Linked DNA regions of Oryctolagus cuniculus: region 1 is linked to region 2. Evidence: chromatin contacts called from public Micro-C data. All regions are on one chromosome and are shown on one strand. Each heading gives the region's core, a stretch centred on a gene start, on an enhancer-like site or on the middle of the called end of the contact. The rest is flanking DNA. Distances are from core to core; before and after follow the strand shown. Region 1 overlaps ETV6 (ETS variant transcription factor 6). Region 2 holds the start of ETV6 (ETS variant transcription factor 6).

Region 1 (5,960 bases), core at 2,871-5,370, 130 kb before region 2:
ACTTCTACCCACTTGTCAGTCATCCCCCACCCCCAGCACCTCTTCAACTCCTGTAATTCCTCCACTACTACAACCCTGCTCCTGACACAGTCTCCAGGTCTGGGTAAGAAAACACCCAAGGAATCACAGGATTGGGGAACAGGAAACTGCACTTCCATTTCTGACTGCAAACTATCCACCACCTCCCTTCTTAGCTGCAAACAAAACAAAATAATCAACCAACCAACCCCTTCCACCTCCTCTGCCTTCTCCTCACCAGAGGAGGAAAGGAGCAAATGAAAGACCAGATCTGGTCACGGTGGTTCAATAGTACTTTTTTTCCTCACCTTAAGCCCAAATGGGAAATACAAAGTGATGAAGGAAAGCAATTTTTTAAGAAGACCCATTTGCAGGTCGGCGCCGCAGCTCACTAGGCTAATCCTCCGCCTGCAGCGCCAGCACACTGGGTTCTAGTCCTGGTTGGGGCGCTGGATTCTGTCCTGGTTGCTCCTCTTTCAGTCCAGCTCTTTGCTGTGGCCCAGGAAGGCAGAGGAGGATGGCCCAGGTCCTTGGGCCCTGCACCCGCATGGGAGACCAGGAGGAAGCACCTGGCTCCTGGCTTCAGATCAGCACAATGCGCCAGCCACAGCACGCTGGCCGTAGCGGCCATTTGGGGGGTGAACCAACGGAAGGAAGACATTTCTCTCTGTCTCTCTCTCTCTCACTGTCCACTCTGCCTGTCAAAAAAAAAAAAAAAAAAGAAGAAGAAGACCCCACTGGCTGCTGGATACCAATGAAAGATTAAAGGGAGAGATTAAGTTTCTCTACAGGAGAAATGAAACCACCTCTCCCGTTGCTATGAACTCAAAGTGATACCTATGTAGTGTTTTTGCCACACATGTCAAAGAAGAACTTAGTCCTGTGAGTCTTACAATTAGGTGCCATCAGAATCCTCCTTTTCTCATCAGATCTCCTGGTTGTTTTCTGTGCTTTAAATAAAAGTGAAGTGAAGAAATATTTTGGCCTTGATTGAAAAACAGTCTTGAAAGTCTACATTCGACAGGGAAGAAAAAAAATGAGATTAAAAATGGGAATGAGGAAGAAAAATTAATTCCAAAGCAATATGCTATCATCAAGTAAGTGAAAAATAATAAAACTTTGGACTTAAACAATCAGGCATATACCAAGAGCTTACTTGTACTTAGGACAGCTCATAAAGTCAAACACAGAATGAAGGCTAAATGTACATCCTGTGGAGAGTTATACTATGTCCTTGTGGGTTCTGGATATTTACCTCCTATAATTACCGTTCTACCAGTACAGCAGATCCTCAATAGACACTGGTTTTGGTGAATGATTACCCAAGTTTTTGTCTTCTCGACTCAGTTATTTGTAGCACTGAGTATAGTGGTTCTTCACTGGATGCTTGTTGAACAGAACAAGATCTGAATTTTCATTAGGACAAGCCCAGGAAGCCACAAAGTATATTCCCAAGGAATTTCCCAAAGGAAAGGGTTTAACAGGTGCCAGCGACATTCCTATCTATGTGGAATATGGTCAGATCTCTGAAGCACAAGGTCCAGCCAGAGCTGAGGACCTAGGCCATGTCAGCCCCAGGACAGCCAGCATAGACTCTACCCAGAGGCAGGAGTGGCAGTGTTCAGCGTATTTCAGGCATGTTGTTTTCCTGCCATTACAAGGGTATAATGACTATGAAGTTAGTTATATTTCTTTTCAGGGGGCCTGGGATGATTTGACTTCACTTCGCAGCATTGATTTCCTAACAACACAGACAGGATGTACTGATTCTCCAAAGTAGCTAGACATGGGTTCAAATTCTGTCTCTATCACCAGCCCGTTCTGTGGCTGTGAGCAAAGTACTGAACATTTCCAAGGCCCAGTTTCTGTATATGTGAAGATTTTATCACTTGCTTGCCAGACTTGTTGAGAGGATGAAATTAATGAGGCAATTCATTAAAACACCAGTACACAGCCACTAGTTGTATACATCCGATAAACTGTGATCATATACATGGTATCTGATTTTTCTGCTATTGCAGTTCTCTCAAATCAAAGAGTGTGTGCTTTGAGGCAAAAATCAGAGAGAACCCTTTACTAAGATGAATTAGAAATGAGAGGAAAAATGTAACCGTTCTCAAATCATATATCAGCACGTAATAAAATCTCCAGGCAAAACCAGTCAACACTGGGCTGGATCATAGAAGCCTATTTAGACAAAGAAATCCATAACAGAATGACTTAATTGAACAACCACTTGGAGAAATCTTGAGCGTCCCATGGAACAGGTCGAGAAGGTAAACCAAAGCCCTGAGACAGCTTCTCTTGATGAAACTGCCACACTCAACCCAGGAACCCAGTCCTTTTCATGTCAGCACTGCTCAGAATTCCCCCAAACTGCTCCAGCTGACACATCGGTAAGCAACCATGTTTCCCGTTTATACCAGATATATTAAGAAAAGAGCCCGTCTTTATGATGCGGTCTTCCTTATCAGGCAAGCTGTGATAGAGTGAATATTTCTTCCCTTCTCTTTAGAATCAATTCTGTAAACAACAGCAAAAGCCAGGGGCCTCTCAAAATTGATTACAGAATGTTCAAGTTGGACAGTTTATTAAAATGACAGACTTTGAGCTCTTCCAATTTTACAGGAGAGCAACTAGGGTTCATGGAGGTTAAACGGTTCCCCCTACACCACAGAGCTATTGAGCCACAGCCGGGAAAGAGCACTGGCCTCCTGTCACCAAGTCAACACTTTCTCTGCGACTTCACACGGTTGCTTGCGGCTTCACACTTTCTTTGTTCTCTCCCACCAAGCCCAGCCAGGCTGCATACCTAGAAAAGCTCTAATAAATATTTGCGGTATTGATCTACAGATTCGACAGTTCTGCCACCTCAGGCCAATACTGTATTTCAGTCCCAAAGATCCCAATCATTTCATAACAAGTGTGCACAGGCTTTAGAGGAGTTGACCAAGAGTTTTTGAAATCACAACCAAATTTCCTCACAACAACAGGGAAAAGGTACTGCCATATCCATTTTGGAGGTAAGGAAAGCAAAGTCAAGATGCTAAGTGATTTGTTCAAGGTTACAATGCCAGTTGTGCGTACCTGGAGCTGGCATGTGAATTTAGACATCAGATCCCCAATCAGCCTTTTCTGCTTCATAAACCCATGCCAGATTTAACAGCAGTTGTCCTCAAATACTGCCCCAAAAGATAATTCATTCATTTTCCTATTCTGTTCCATCACAAAAAACCTTGAGGCTCTTTGTGTTAATTAAAAAAAAAAAAAAAAAAGCAGACTAAGCTGTATCAGATGACATGAGGGGTCTTGAGAAAAAGTTCATGGAAAGAACCTTTTATGTTAAAAAACCATACACGGATTTCACAAACTCTTGGCACCAACATAGACACAACTTTTCCCTCCATGTCCATGAACTGTTTGAAGCCCCCTGGGATGTGCAGGTCCAAGAACACCACCTGCCCGACAGCCTGCAGCACTCCCTCAGCAAAGCCAAGGCTTCAGGCGTGCTGCCGTGACCAGAACAGCAGTGCGTGCACTGTCTCGGGTTTTACAGGATGACCCACCCCCACGCACACACTGCTGAAGACACTGGCAATCCTTGCTGTATGTCCAAAGGGGAAGGAGAGAGGTCATTTCTGTGAGTCCTGGCAGCGTGAGGCTGCAACGTAACGATCAGGCCCCTGCGGAGGGCAGCAATGGGCAGAGCCACAAGGAAAGGCAGCGAGAGTGCACTCCCAGCCTCGTGGCCAGCTGCTCCGGGAGCTGTTAAAAGATGGGGCTGGTGGCAGCTAACGGGGGTGGGGGCTGGGGGGGGGGAGAATGAGGAAGGCTGGGAAGGAAGGTGTAGGGGGACAGATCTAATCCGGCGCACAGAAACCTGTCAGGATGGGATTTATTTTTGTTCTGTGAGGGAGTATAACAGGGCTTTGCCTGCGCTCTCAATGGCTGTTTTGAAGTGAACCCGGCTGGTATGTCTTTAATTTGTCATTTCATTATGAAACTGTTTCCCTTCCAAGAAGCCTTCAAGTCAGGAAGCTCCGTCTGCCCACACAGGAAATTCCTTTGCTGCAACTTCCCCAAAAAGGAAATTTCCCTCAGAAGCGAGCCCAGCATATGCCTCTGAGCGGCGCGGTCTCAAGAAACTTTGGCAGCCGAGTCCTGAGAACACCCCTGGCTGTCTGCTGCTGCCTGGACGCTGGGGTAAACAGCCAGGCCTTCCCCCACGACGGGCGGACCCCACGGCTACCGACCCCGGCTGCCTCTTCCGCCCTCCTCGCTTTCCTGTGTGGCTGCCTCCCACACATCCATGAGCCACCAAAGGCTTAGCTTCCAAAGAGGAACTAAGACCTGCAGCTTGCAGGAAGAGAAGGCAAGTCCACAGTCACAGGCACTGCCCCCACCCCCACCGCCACCACTGTGACCCCACCTGGCAACTCAGCACACAGCACCTACTCTGCTTCCCCTCAGACACACACACACACGCACACACACACACACAGACTTGCGGCAAGAAGGCTGCAGGATTTCAGATGTACACGGTGCAAGAAAACAAACTGGCAAGTTCTATCACCCAAAGCAGGTCTCTTCCAAAGCACCTTTTATCTTAGGGTGGCAGGTTTTTTCCACGCAAACTTTCCCAGTGAGGAATTTTAAGTAAAACATGGGGAGGGGGGAGCACCATTTCAAACCACAGCCTGATTAAAATTAATCTCCCGGACGTACTGAGAATGGTGACAAGGTGAGAGCCCAGAATAACTGTGCTGAAGAGTAACACACGGGCTCTGATGAAGTTGAGGCACAGACAGGAAAAGGCCAGATTCAGAGTTAAGGTTTCCATATTCCATTTCAAGTTACTTCATCATAAACACAAAGCTGTGAAAAAGGAAAGAACAGACTCAAAGAACAAAGAGGGAACGGGGTTGAACTTCAGACTATACAAGGGTACCTCCAAAAGTTCCTGGAAAGATGAAATTAAAAGATAGGTTTAGGGGTGGGCATTGCACTTAGCACCTAAGACTCTAGTTAAGATGTCCCTATTTCATATCAGAATACCTGGTCTCAATACTTGGTTCTGGCTCCTGACTCCAACTCTGTCTTCCTGCTAATGTAGATCCTGGGAGACAGCAGTGACCGCTGAGTGGGTTCCTGTCACTCTGATGGGAGACCTCGATTTGTTCCTGGCTCATGGCTTAGGTCTGGCCCAATCCTGGCTGTTGGGGGCATCTTGGGGAGTCAACCAACAGATGAAAATTCATTCTCTCTCTGTCTCTGTCTCTCTATCAAAAATAAGTAAATGAATAAGTAAATAATTTCTTGAAAGATAAACTGGCGCAAAAAATTTTGAAATTATAAATACAAAGGTTCTTCAAAACAGGCATGGAGGGACTGGTGTTTTGGCACAGCAGGTTAACCCGCCTCTCGGGTCATTCACATCCTATATAAGAGTACCAGTTCAGGGGCCGGCGCCGTGGCTCACTTGGTTAATCCTTCGCCTGTGGTGCCGGCATCCCATATTGGTGCTGGGTTCTAATCCCGGTTGCTCCTCTTCTAGTCCAGCTCTCTGCTGTGACCCGGGAGGGCAGTGGAGGATGGCCCAAGTGCTTGGGTCCCTGCACCCGCATTTGAAATCAGGAAGAAGCACCTGGCTCCTGGCTTCGGATCGGCACAGCTCCAGCCATGGCAGCCATTTGGGGGGTGAACCAAACGGAAGGAAGACCTTTCTCTCTGTCTCTCTCTCTCACTGTCTAAATGTGTCAAATTAAAAAAAAAAAAAAGAGAGAGAGAGAGAGAGAGAGAGAGAGAGAGAGAGAGAGAGAACCAGTTCAAGTTTCAGCTACTCTGTTTCCAATTCAGGTCCCTGTTAATCCACCTGGAAAAGCAGCAGATGATGGCCCAAGTACTTGGGCCCCTGTCACCTATGTGGGAGACCTGGATGGAGT
Region 2 (6,097 bases), core at 2,072-4,571:
AGGGGACCAAGGACATCATGTGACTAGCTTTTGTATTCTGGGCAGCCCTGGCCCACTAAAGCACTGTGCCAAGCCTTACAAAAGACTGTATCTGCTGGGCCATAACCACTTTCCACTGCAACTTGGCTGAACTTAAAACTGAACAGGTGACTTGAAGGTGAAAGCCGATGATGGAAAAGACAGCCTCTTCCTCCTTCCTGTGACCAGCCGTCAGCTGCGCAGTCCTGAGACACACTGGATGTTTTACACCGGGAGCCGATCCCGTCCTTGCGTTCAAGCAACCCCGAATGCTCAGGAATTCAAGCACCTAAACTCTCCTGACGAGAGGGCCACGACACACAGCAGGGCAGCCCAGTGCACAGATACAGTCAGCTCCACTAGTTTGAGTGACCCTGTGCTCCTCAACCTCTCTTCTCCTCCAGTCAAAAAATGTGGGTTTGACACTCACCTCCCTGGGTGAACGAAAGATGCTTATAAAATGCAAAAGAAAGATAAAAGGCCTGATCAGGCACTCCCTGTCAATCACGGCCACATACGTGATCTTTGCAAAGGTGTCACCCACTGACCGGTTCAGACATTCTGGCCTTGGCAACTTCTCCCAAACAGGACCCAACTCCCTTCCAGGAGAATGGACAGGACACGGCTGAGAAGTAAACAAAGTACTTCCCTTTGCGGCTGCCTCTGGTCAGCCCTCAGAGCTGCATCTCCCCAGTGCTAAGGAATTTACTGCTTGCTGCTCACCAGCTGTTTGTAAGGCAGGAGAGGAGAGGGGGAGAGAAACCTCTCCACGTGCACAGCAAGCCTTCCTGGTGGCTTGTCTTCAGCACATGTCATCAGCCCATCCCTGGAACGCTGACATGGGTCCTCCACCCCACTGCAAAGTCTGGTTTACTGCACCCTGGAATTAGCCCTTCTAGAAGCAAGCAACTTGCTTGTGGGTCTCAGTAGTTTCTACGGTGCATTCACTGTACCACATCCCAAGAAGTACATCAAACGAGCACCCGTCCCCAGAATGTTTTCAGAAGACCTGGAATAATCCCGGTCCTTGGAACACTGTGAATTAAACCATCTCCATGGCGAGACACTCTTCACAGATAAGCACCTAAATGGACACGTACATGGTCTCAGCAAAGACCCACATACTGGATCCACACAGCACAAGCCAAAAAGAAGAGTGGTACTTCCTTGACTGCTAAAGAACGTTCCATCTATTTTAATTACACAGAAGTACACAGCGATGAAGAGGCACCCAAAAAGAACTGAGAGTATAAGCCATAAGGGAAAAAAATTACCTTATGCAAATCACAGTTGCAATTTTCATGTTGCATTTAAGAAACTGCTTTGTTTGGGTTTGGTTCTGTATGTGTGGGTATGGAAAGGGAATGTGTACTCCTCTTCCACTAGAATATGAAGAAACAATCCACTCTGAACAGAAGAGACCCAATCTCTTAAGAGGAGGTGTCAAGAAAAGTTACAGAAAGACTTGTTTCTCTTTTCAGCCTAAAGTTACGGCCCAGGAGTTGGTCCAGATTTTCCTGGTGTCAGGTTTATCGCCATCAAGCTAAATACAATTTGCTGATCTAATACCCTATTATTTAGTTACCTCTGTTTTTGTTATGAAGTGTCAAATAAATTAGATTATCTATACCGCAGGATTTTCCTGAACTCGATGGAGAATCTAATTTATACCACAAAAGAAATTGGCTTTGAAGTATCAAAGAACCCCACATTCTTTACTGTGGCACCCCCTCCACACCCACGGACGGGCTGCCAGTCCCAGGTACTCACAAGCACAGAAGCTCAGATGTTCCACTGGGCATTTTCATGAGGCAAAAACAAAGAAACCCAACCTACCTTTTGGGTTCACACTAGCCCTACTTTAGAAATCTCTCCTGATAAGCAAACACGAAAAACTAAACATGGAGATCGAGTAAGCAAGGATCATAAAGTACCACCTTCCCCCCTCCACAGAACCCAACTGAAAAGAGGGGAGAAAAAGTCAGGCACAGGGACAGGGCTTCCTGATTCCCCAGAGAAGAAGGCAGGTGATCAGCCCATGGCTTCTGCGTGTCCGTCCCACACACACCCACTACAGAGGCCAGGCCAGCAGCCGCAGGAGCAGCCCCTCAATGAAGCAAAAAGCCTTACACCTGGGCACTGCCGGGCCCCGGGAAATGCGAGCACAAGACAAGCAGCGAGGGGGAGACCAACCACTCACCCTGCCTCCCAACGGTAGCAAACTTTACAACAACTTTTTCTAGAAGCAACAAACCGCGGTAGGCACCACTGCACTGACAGCTACAACACGCACAACCACTCGGACACCAAGGGCCGCGTTTGCTAATGTCCACTCTCCTGCAAAACGCAGCCAGGGAGTCGTGCACTGTCACGGAAGGTCATTCTGCGTGGTCGCTCACTGCTTTTTCCTCGTGCACCACAGGAGTTTTCTACTTGGGGGATTGCTCAACTTTCATATGCATTGGAATAAAATAACTATTCAGCAACTTGATTCACCTTGGTTTTTAAAAAAAAATTCATTGTGCAATGCCCAAGAAAAGCTGACACCAGGACAGACTCTCCCACCGCGCTTGCAATTACAATCAGAGGGGGGAAAATCTTCTATGATCCGACAGACCCAGGGAATCCTTAAAAAAAAAAAAAAAAGAATCCTACCCGAGTAGGGGCCGGAGAACTTTTTTTCCCCCCCTAAGGAGACCACCCCTCGGGAAGAAAAGTTATATCTCATTGCAATCACATGTGGGGTGTAGGAATAGGGGCAGGTTTTTTTTTTTTTTTTTTCCCTCTTAAGCGCACTAATTACAGTGGGTGTTTTACAGCGATGGAAGCACCCAGGGTTCCACCTGAGCGATCGTGACGGGCATTTCATTGTCAAAAAGAGAAGGGCTAGAGACGGGGCCGGGGGCCGGCCGGGGCTCGGCAGCAAGGTTACGCTAAGGGGACGGCCGCCGCCGCCTAGCCGCATCCCCTGCCCTTCGCGCCCCGGGGAGCCCGGCGCGCCTGCCCCGGCCGCTGCCGCGCGAGGTCCGCGACCCGGAGAGGGAGGGGAGCGGGGCTTTACCTTAATGCTACACTGAGCAGGAGTCTCAGACATGTCTCACAGCGGGGGAGAGCAGCAAGTTCTCAGTGTTTTTCCACTTTCCTTGCCTCTCCCCAACCCCGAACGGCTCCTCGGCCAGCCGGACGCGGTCATTTAAGAAGTTTCTTCCAGCATCTCGCCCCCTCGGCAGCCGCCCCGGGGGTCTTGCGAGCGCGCGCGGCGGCGGCGGCGGCGGCGGCGGCGGGCGCGGCGCGGCGCGGCGGGGCGGGGCGGGGCGGGCGCCGGCGGAGCGGCGCGGGGCGCGGGGCGCGCGGGGGCGTGGGAGCCGGGCCGAGCGCGGCCGCGGGGTCTGCAGGGCGCGGCGCGGCGACCCGGGGCGCAGCCGGCCGGCCTCGCGTCTCTCCTCCCACCCGCGGCCGGCGCCCCCGCCCCCCGCCGCCGCTCCCCGCTCGCGCCCTCGAATGTTTTCCTTCCTGGAAGAGAGAAACTGAAAGGCAGAACTGAGAAAGCGCTTTGCTCATTGATCTTGAGAGTTTCAGGGCAGAAACTGACGTGAATTCCCAGCACAGAGCTCTGCCTCTTAAAGGAGCCACCAGGAAATACGGGCTCGGGTTACAGCCCCGCATCGCGCCGCCGAGCGGCCGGCGGGGGAGGGGCGCCGCGGGGGCGCGGCCGGGGGCGCGCGGCGCGGACCCCCGCCCCCCGGCACCGGGCCGGGGCCGCCCCGCGCCGCGCGGGCCCCGCTTGCTCGCCGCAATCGCGGGCCGCTCGCAGGACGCCTCCTTGGCAAGCGTCACGCGGGGTCTGCAGACGCCCCCCGAGCGGGCTTTATTCCACCGCGCCTACCTCCCCCGGCTCCGTCCCGCAGACGCAGGGAAATGAATGCGCAAGGTTTATTTATTTATTTATTTATTTTTAAGAAAAAAAAAAAAAAAAAGAAAACCGTTTCCCCTTCACACACCCAGCGCAGCGGCCAGGAGCCTAACTATCCGTGAGGGGGCATTCCGGTCAGAACGCGGAATCCGAAGGAGGAAATGCAACAATAGCCTTTGTTCTGCTTCTGGACCGCGGCCGCTTTAAGAGAAGCCACCAGGAAATGGGGGATCGGGTTACAGCTGCGCCCGGGCCGGTGCCGGGAGCCGAGCGCCCGCGCGCGACGCCTCACACAAAGCCCGGCCGCCGCGGCCCGCGACGCGGGGCCACGCCAGCGGGGCGCCCCGGGATGAGAGGGGCGCCTCCCCCGGTCCGCCACCCGCACCCCGCTAGGCTGAGGAGAACGCCGAGGCGCCGCGGGCGCTTCCCGGGCCGGGCACCGAGGCGGCCGCATTCCCTCGCTGACCCCTCTCCCTCCCCGTGTGGAAATCCACTGCCCGTTTAAAGAAACAGCGGCCGCCGCCGACCGACCGAGGCGACGCGGCTACCCGGGTGGCGGGACGCGCGCCTGCGGCGGGGGCGCGGGTGTCCGGGAGCCGCGGGAAGCCGGCGGGCTCGGGTCCCAGGGCCACCGCACTGGGGTCGTCGTCGTGGACGGCTGCTTGGGCAGGCTGGAGACCCCGTCGCGAGGAGGCTTCCGAGGGACTTCGGGTGTGGGTGTGCGGTGGAAAGCGACACATTGTAATGTTTTCCCCGTCGCATGTCACGAATATATAAATACATAGTATAAACATGTAGATGCGTGTACACCCGTATGTTCCCTGCCCGCTTCCCTTCACCCTTCCACACTGTGTGTAAATGCGTGCAGACCCCCGTGGATACTTTGGTTCACACATTCATCAACACGCTCCGAACTAGCATTTATGAAAGGGTGGGGGAGAGACCTGTTGCCATAAAGGAGAAGTGGGGCTCTGTAACCTGGAAGTCCGAGTCTTGTCCACACCTGGCCACCTGCTCCTGCCCCTTCACAAGGTTCCGTCTACCTTGCTCCTCCTCCTGTTTGCAGAGGATCTGCTGTCCCGGGGCTGGGTGAAGTCCCATAAACCACTTGCTTATCAAAATGATCTCCAAGCTTCTGTGACCCGGGGAGGGGACATAGTACCTATCTAATATGACTCTCCTATTAAAGGAGAAAACATAAACAGTAATCAATCCTGCCTGCTCCCCAGGGGATGCCTCAGACCTGGACGGTTCTGAACCTGGCATTCACTATTTTTCTATACAAACATATCTGTAATAAAGTTTAACTTAGAAGTTAGGTGCACAAGAGATGAACAACCACAGTTAATGAAATAAAGCAACTGTAAAAGTATCCTGTAATAAAGTCATTTAAAAACTATAAGGGGGCTGGTGCTGTTGTGTAGCGGGTAAAGCTGCAACCTGAAGTCCCGGGATCCCATATGGGCACCTGTTCGAGTCCCGGCTGCTCCACTTACCTTCCAGCTCTCTGCTATGGCCTGGGAAAGGAGTAGAAGATGGCCCAAGTCCTTGGGCCTCTGCTTTCGCGTGGGAGACCTGGAAGAAGCTCCTGGCTCCTGGCTTTGGATCAGCGCAGCTTCTGCCGTTCCAGCCAATTGAGTGAACCAGAAGATGGAAGACCTCTCTCTGCCTCTCCTTCTCTCCTTGTGTAACTCTGACTTTCAAATAAATAAGTGAATCTTTTTAAAAAATTATAAAATGTTTATTTCAGGAATTTTCCATTTATTATTTTCACATCTCAGTTGACCTTAGGGTACTGTGGAAAGCAAAGCTGTGGCTGAAGGCAGGGAGTACTGTACAAAGTGCTTCCTTAGGGCAGAAGTTGTGGTGTGGCAAGTTAAGCCGCATCTAGGGGCACCCACATCCCTTACAGGAGCCTGGGTTTGAGTCCTGGGTCCTCATCTTCTGACTCAGCTTCCTGCTAATACTAATGTGCCTGGGAAGGCAGCAGAGAATGGCCCACGTACTTGGGATGGTGCCACCCAAGGGAGAGAGACCCAAATGGAGTTGCTGGCTTTGGCCTGGCCCAGACCTGGCTGTTGCAGCCATTTGGGAAAACACCCAGCAGATGGAAGATGGCTGTCTCACCCTCTCTCTCTGTCACTGGGCCTCTCAACTAAATCCATC

Evidence for each region. A called contact is a pair of places that touch in the nucleus more often than the background predicts.
Region 1: a contact with region 2 is called in a Micro-C map of ear pinna, with 4 times the contacts expected there. The contact joins the enhancer-like site here to the promoter of ETV6 in region 2. A contact is called at or near these places in 2 of 6 Hi-C or Micro-C datasets (ear pinna and an unstated tissue).

What each region holds. Positions count from the first base shown.
Region 1 is chr9:109,410,006-109,415,965 of mOryCun1.1, reverse strand. ETV6 (ETS variant transcription factor 6) reads right to left here. Exons shown (of 9, transcript XM_051850772.2): 3 at 912-1,029. Among named protein-coding and RNA genes, the nearest start is that of ETV6, 130 kb to the right of the region's middle. Within about 2 kb of position 4,120, at least 5 of the 8 cell types and tissues checked have an H3K27ac peak or open chromatin away from gene starts, as enhancers often do. A contact at or near this core is called in ear pinna, where this site is marked.
Region 2 is chr9:109,276,095-109,282,191 of mOryCun1.1, reverse strand. It overlaps ETV6 (ETS variant transcription factor 6), which reads right to left and starts at 3,321. Exons shown (of 9, transcript XM_051850772.2): 1 at 3,080-3,321.